Regions from separate parts of the Anas platyrhynchos genome. Here region 2 is linked to region 1. The links are chromatin contacts, called in public Hi-C maps. All regions are on one chromosome and are shown on one strand. The core of a region is the stretch at or near the end of the contact, and the rest is flanking DNA. Distances in the headings are between cores, read along the strand shown.

The links. Hi-C and Micro-C count contacts between places; a contact is called where the count stands out from the background.
Region 2: a Hi-C map of liver shows a contact between it and region 1, with 2.3 times the contacts expected there. The contact joins two enhancer-like sites. A contact is called at or near these places in 2 of 8 Hi-C or Micro-C datasets (liver and skeletal muscle).

Annotation. Positions count from the first base shown.
Region 1 is chr3:48,693,508-48,696,207 of IASCAAS_PekinDuck_T2T, reverse strand. The region is part of intron 24 of QKI (QKI, KH domain containing RNA binding); the gene reads left to right. Among named protein-coding and RNA genes, the nearest start is that of QKI, 400 kb to the left of the region's middle. Within about 2 kb of position 1,372, at least 1 of the 8 cell types and tissues checked has an H3K27ac peak or open chromatin away from gene starts, as enhancers often do.
Region 2 is chr3:48,747,473-48,750,172 of IASCAAS_PekinDuck_T2T, reverse strand. The region is part of intron 17 of QKI (QKI, KH domain containing RNA binding); the gene reads left to right. Among named protein-coding and RNA genes, the nearest start is that of QKI, 350 kb to the left of the region's middle. Within about 2 kb of position 1,337, at least 1 of the 8 cell types and tissues checked has an H3K27ac peak or open chromatin away from gene starts, as enhancers often do.

The sequences.
Region 1 (2,700 bases), core at 123-2,622:
TAGAAGTCAGGAAACGTGAAGTTCAGTAGTGGAGAGTGCTATGGGGTAGGAATGAGATTTTTATATTGAGTCTGAGAAAATTAAAAGCAGGAGAGATGTGGAAAGGTCTTTTTACTTAGAAATACCAAAGAATATGAAGATTGTGACTGATAACAGAAAATTAGAGGAGAATAGGTTGGTAGACAAGGTGCCTAGGAAGAAACAGTGGGATTAGAAGCAAAAGCTGAAGAAAAAAGGTGCTATGTGTGTGTGAAAAATATTGTTGCATCTCATAAACAGGGGCAGAAAATATGAATTTAAAATTAAAGCATAAGAAATCAGTGAAAAGGGGCTGCGGAAAGTCGTGGCAACAAAGGAAAAATGAGAGTACGGTGACTTTGGTAGCAGTGTTTTGAAAAGATTAGGTCCTAGTGATTTCATAGGGTAATACTCCTTTCCTCACCCCTTCTCTTGTTTCACAGGGAAGAGGAGGAGGGTAATCTGTCATTTATTTATATTTAAAATGTAACTATCCCACGTGTGAGATGGAAGTGAGAGCTGTTTGGCTCCAGAGTCTGCCACAAGTAGTCCCATGAGAAACCCTCTACTTGTCAGGCCTCTAATATTATACTGTGACAACTCTATGCCATGGCATTCTAATCTTCCCTGGGACCCAGAGACTGGCCCAGTTACAAGGCCAAGCTGCCTGGTTTCATTTGGTCTTCCCTGCACCAGCTTTAAGCACAGGATTGGTGCTGTGAAGCAGAGGTGTGCTTGTGTGACTACAACCACAGAGCAAAAACACAGCCTTCTGAAATAACTTGCACATGTCCTTTTGGTTGTCTGCTAGTTGTGCCGGCCCAAATATAAGGAATGTACCTTCCAAAAATATTATCTTGGAGGCAGACAGCAGTGTACTCTCTCAAGGGCAAAGCTGAGAAGCAAAAGAGAGTACTGTGGAGCAAACCCCTTCTTTTTGTTTTTAATTTAAGGAAGGCTCGTTTGGTTAAGCTTGGGCTGGATGGCTTTCAAATGCAAATCCTTCAGACTACTTTCAGCGAACCTGATATCGTCTTTGAGTCAGACTAGTCTCTTAAAATGCAGCAGGACCAAAAAAGGACTTGTGATTAAGGAGACTGCACATCCTTGGTGTCCTGGAAACATTCCAGGGTATGAGATGATATTTCAGTCCTTTGCATTCCTAAGAATGTCCTTTTGTCCCATGAAAGGCTGACATCTTCCTGTGTCATAACGAAAGGATGAGCCAGAGAGGGAGGTGTCTGTCTAATGAATCAATCCAGAGACCAACTAACAGGCTCCTGGTAGGCTGGCTGACTGTTGCTTTTCTGGGCTCTGAAATGAAGGGGTGTCAGGGCACTGATGCTAATCCCTGTCCTCTGGCTGCCCCCTGTTGGCTGATCTGCCCGGTCTGCAGTGGACCTGGAGTCCTCTGTGCCTTGCAGTGTTTGCAAGAGCTGGGCACAAAGGGAAAAGAAGTTTAAGGAAAAAAGTTTGAAATAAACTGGCTAGATTTTTTTTTTTTTCTTCTTCCTCTTCCAATACCTTCTGTATGGTTTAAGTCTTAAATGATTATGAACACGCAGTTAACTTTTGGGATGCTGTGCTGGGAGCTGGCAGCTACTTTCATTTCTGGTTCATATTTTATTTCAGTGGTTTTCTCGCGCACAAAACATCCAGTGCCAAAATTGTTGCTAACTTTATAAAGACAAGATGGCTACACCTTGTAAAAATCACCTTTGCATGAAACAACTAAATCCAAAATTCCAGATAAGTAAACACTCTCTGTTTAGGTAAAGTATATGGAATTGTGAATGCCAGAAGCTCTTCCCTCCGCTACTCAAGTATAAGTTGCACTGCAGCACGTAAGAACTCCAGCTACCTAACTGAGGGCAGAATTGAGGTGTTTCTGATGGAAAGTAGTTGGAAAAGATATGACATTATTCTGCCACAGAAACTTAACTCCCCATAGATTGTTCTTAAGAAGGACATAGGAACTCTTCTTCTAGACTAGAGGGCCATCTAGCTCAATATCCTCAGGCTGGCAGGGCACCCAGCAGATGCTAGGAGAAATATGTAAGCAGAAGGCACATTCAGTGTGATCTTTCTTTTTGTGTATCCATCACCCAAGGGCCACTATTTTTAAGAGTTGTTACGTAGAGATTGAATAAGGGATGTCACATTTATAGTCACTGACAGAACAATTCACTCTCTAAAAGTTGCTATGTTGCTGATGCATATTCACATGTAGTCCTGCTAACCTTACAAAGTCCATGAAGCTGTAGATGCTTGTCTCTACCATGTTTTGGCTAATACTTCATAAGCAGTACGGTGAACTAATCTTCCATTCTCGAGACATTTCCAGTTCTACTTTCAGAGCTAGGATCCTCACCTGCTCCTCTTCCTCCTTGTCATGGTATGTGAGTAATCCACATCCCAAAAGTGCCATCTGACCTATCTCACAAGGTAGCTGTATGCAGCTGTCTTCTCTAGAGATACCAGATAGTCAGTCAATTGACAGACTGTCCAAACAGTCTCTAGCTTTCAAAATAATCTTCCATGAGCCTATGAGGTGGGTAAATAAATGGAGTGACTGTCCTGTTTTGTACTTTCAAGCATGTAGCAGGAACAGGAAGAACCCTCTCTGTAGCTCCATGTTGTAGGGTTACAGACTTCAAGGTATTGACCATAAGGAACTTAAAA
Region 2 (2,700 bases), core at 88-2,587, 54 kb before region 1:
CTGCTTCATTGATTTGCCTCATAATTGCCATTGCATGGGCTCTCCTGCCATAGCCCCTACTCACTGCATAGATAAATTCACTCCCAGATGAGACCTTGTGACAGTCATCTTCTGCAATGTACTTCCATCCTTTTCTGACACTTCCTGTGGATGGATATGCCAGAATTTGTGTGTGGTTACAGTGTGTGAAGAGCATGTCAAAGACCCCTTTTAACAGTCACTGCACGCAGCAGAAGTGATGGACAGAGCTGGCTGGGAAATTAAGTTGATGTTTTCTGAGAAATTCTGAAATTACAGAAGATTTTCTGTTAAACAGAATAAACAAACAAAGATGTAGTTATTTCCAGAAGGAAAAAAAGAGAAGAGAAAAAAAAGGAGAAAAGGAAATTGGAATCATATCAAAGACTTTTTGCATAGCAGAATCAAAACCTTTGATTCTAATTCTAAATTCAGCCCTCTAAAAATTCTGTATAATAAATGTACCCATATAAAGGAATGAAAAGCCATAATATTGAAACAGAAAATCTACATCTTCCTTTCAGAGATGACACGAAAGAGCACTCTGATCTTCCCTGGATAGTTAATTTCTCTGTGCTTTGGGTTTTGCATCTTGCAACCTTTTTTCTTGCTTGCCTAATGATATCAGGTGGTTTGAGCCTAGGCTTCTCTTTCAGCATGATATTTGTACCACACTTGTTGAACTAGGCAGCACAGAGCTACAGAAATAACTGTGCTCTTCCAAAAGGAATTTTCTTGGACATCCTCAACCTCTGAAAAGGATCAAGCAGGCAAGAGAGATGGGGATGGCAGAGTCCCAGGCTCTCCTCCAGCCAGAGCAGAGAGGTGGAGTGGTTTTCCCCTAGTCACACAGCTAATAGGCATTAGAGTTGGGATTAAACCCTCACCCTGTTTGTATGAGAAACACCCATGTTCTTCCTTTTACTGGATATGAGGCAATATCTGTGTTATGGTGCTCTGTAGGTACATTAACTACACTGACAGACGTGCTGTATAGCCTGCATAAAACACGTGAAACCAATGAAATGAATTTGGAGGCCGAATTTGGAAGCTGAATTGTTGCTGTCTGGGTTACAGTCCTGCAAAGCCAGCTTTTAGGAGAAAGGCTGATCAAAGCTTTGCAGAAAAGCACCTTAAGCCTCAAGTGTCACAGCACTAGCAGTCAGGGTGGTGATGCACTAGGATGTACTGTGTGTGTGCTGGTGGGCTAACACGAGCATGAAGCAAACATCTTTTGAATGACTTGGTGCCAGAGGGGGCATGTACAGCATCCCGAGACAGCCTCGGTGAGACATCTGACTGATTAGATATTGAGGTCAGGCGCTGACATACCAAGGTCATGCCACATGCTGTTTTCCTCGTGCAGCTGGGCTCTGATAACAAAGCAGTTGGTAGGACCACCCATCAGATAAGGTGGCAATTTTCTACAGGCTCAAATTGTTGTTGCAGCAAGGGAGGTCCAGATAAGATCAATCAGGCTCTGGAATGATTCAGCCATTCCTCGTTTCTCCCTCTCCCTGTCCCTCTCCCTTTTCCTCTCTCTTTCCCTCTCCCTCTCCCTTTTTTTTTTTTTTGTGAGGACACAACCTGTCTTTTGAATACGAATTTAGGGAGCACTTGTGGAATCCCATACCATCCTTGCAGCAAAATGAGAGGATTGATTTATGGGTTGGATCACTGAAAAACAGTAATTCTTCACTCTTTATGATGTTTTGTCAGAAGGTGCAGTACCCTCCAGTCAAAGAAGCGTGATTTCAGCTGGGTTTTCAGAATGAGAAGTGTGTGTGTGTGTGTGTGTGTGTTTGAGAATACAGCAGCTCCTGTAACACAGCAGTTAATAAGACATGGGCACATTAATCATGTGACAGGTATTGAGTCTAACAGGGCAAGGCAGCAGGTTTTTAAACCAGCCAGTTAAGTTACTACCTGGTAGAAAAAGGCTGATGGCGTGCCCCAGGTTTTATGCCACTGTCTGCAATTAAAGTTATTTTTTATCCTTTTTTTTTTTTTTTTCTTTCTGTTTTAAAGTTTTGAAATGTCTTTTGGTACCTATAAGAATATAAGCACGTGGAACTGGAACAGAAGGCTGTGCAGCCCCTTTCCAGTTCTTTTCCTGTTGCTGTGCTGTGGCCCAGTCTGTACCTCAGGAGTTTGCACAGGACTGCGCTGTGGTCCCTCTCCTGCACCATGGCTCCAAGTGCTAGACACAGCTGAATTCGTCCTGAGGGTCACAGCACAGAAGAGAGACTTCAGTGCTGTGAAACAGGCAGGATTGATTCTTCCCATTGGACTTTGTGATCAAAAAAGACCTCAGCTGTAACCTAGAGATGTGACCCTCCGCCCCCTTTATGTGACTCTACAGGCAGCTTTATCGTTATACATGTAAGCCATACGTACCTCTGCCTCTTATTATCACCCACCCTATTATGAGTGGAAAAGTCAAATGGGAGGAAGAGTTAGGGTAATCCTGATTCATAAAGGCAGATGAGCCCATGCGTCTTTGGTGTCCTTTATTTAAGGCATCTCCAGTCACTTCAGTTGTGAAGTTGTGCTCCAGCAATACTTATTTTCTGTTGCTAAAAAATGTTCGTTATCAGGAACACAATAAACTAAAGGAAGAGAGCTTTTCTAAATGAATCCTTCCCATGATTTTGTAAGCTTTCTGCATTTAGAGCCTTTGTC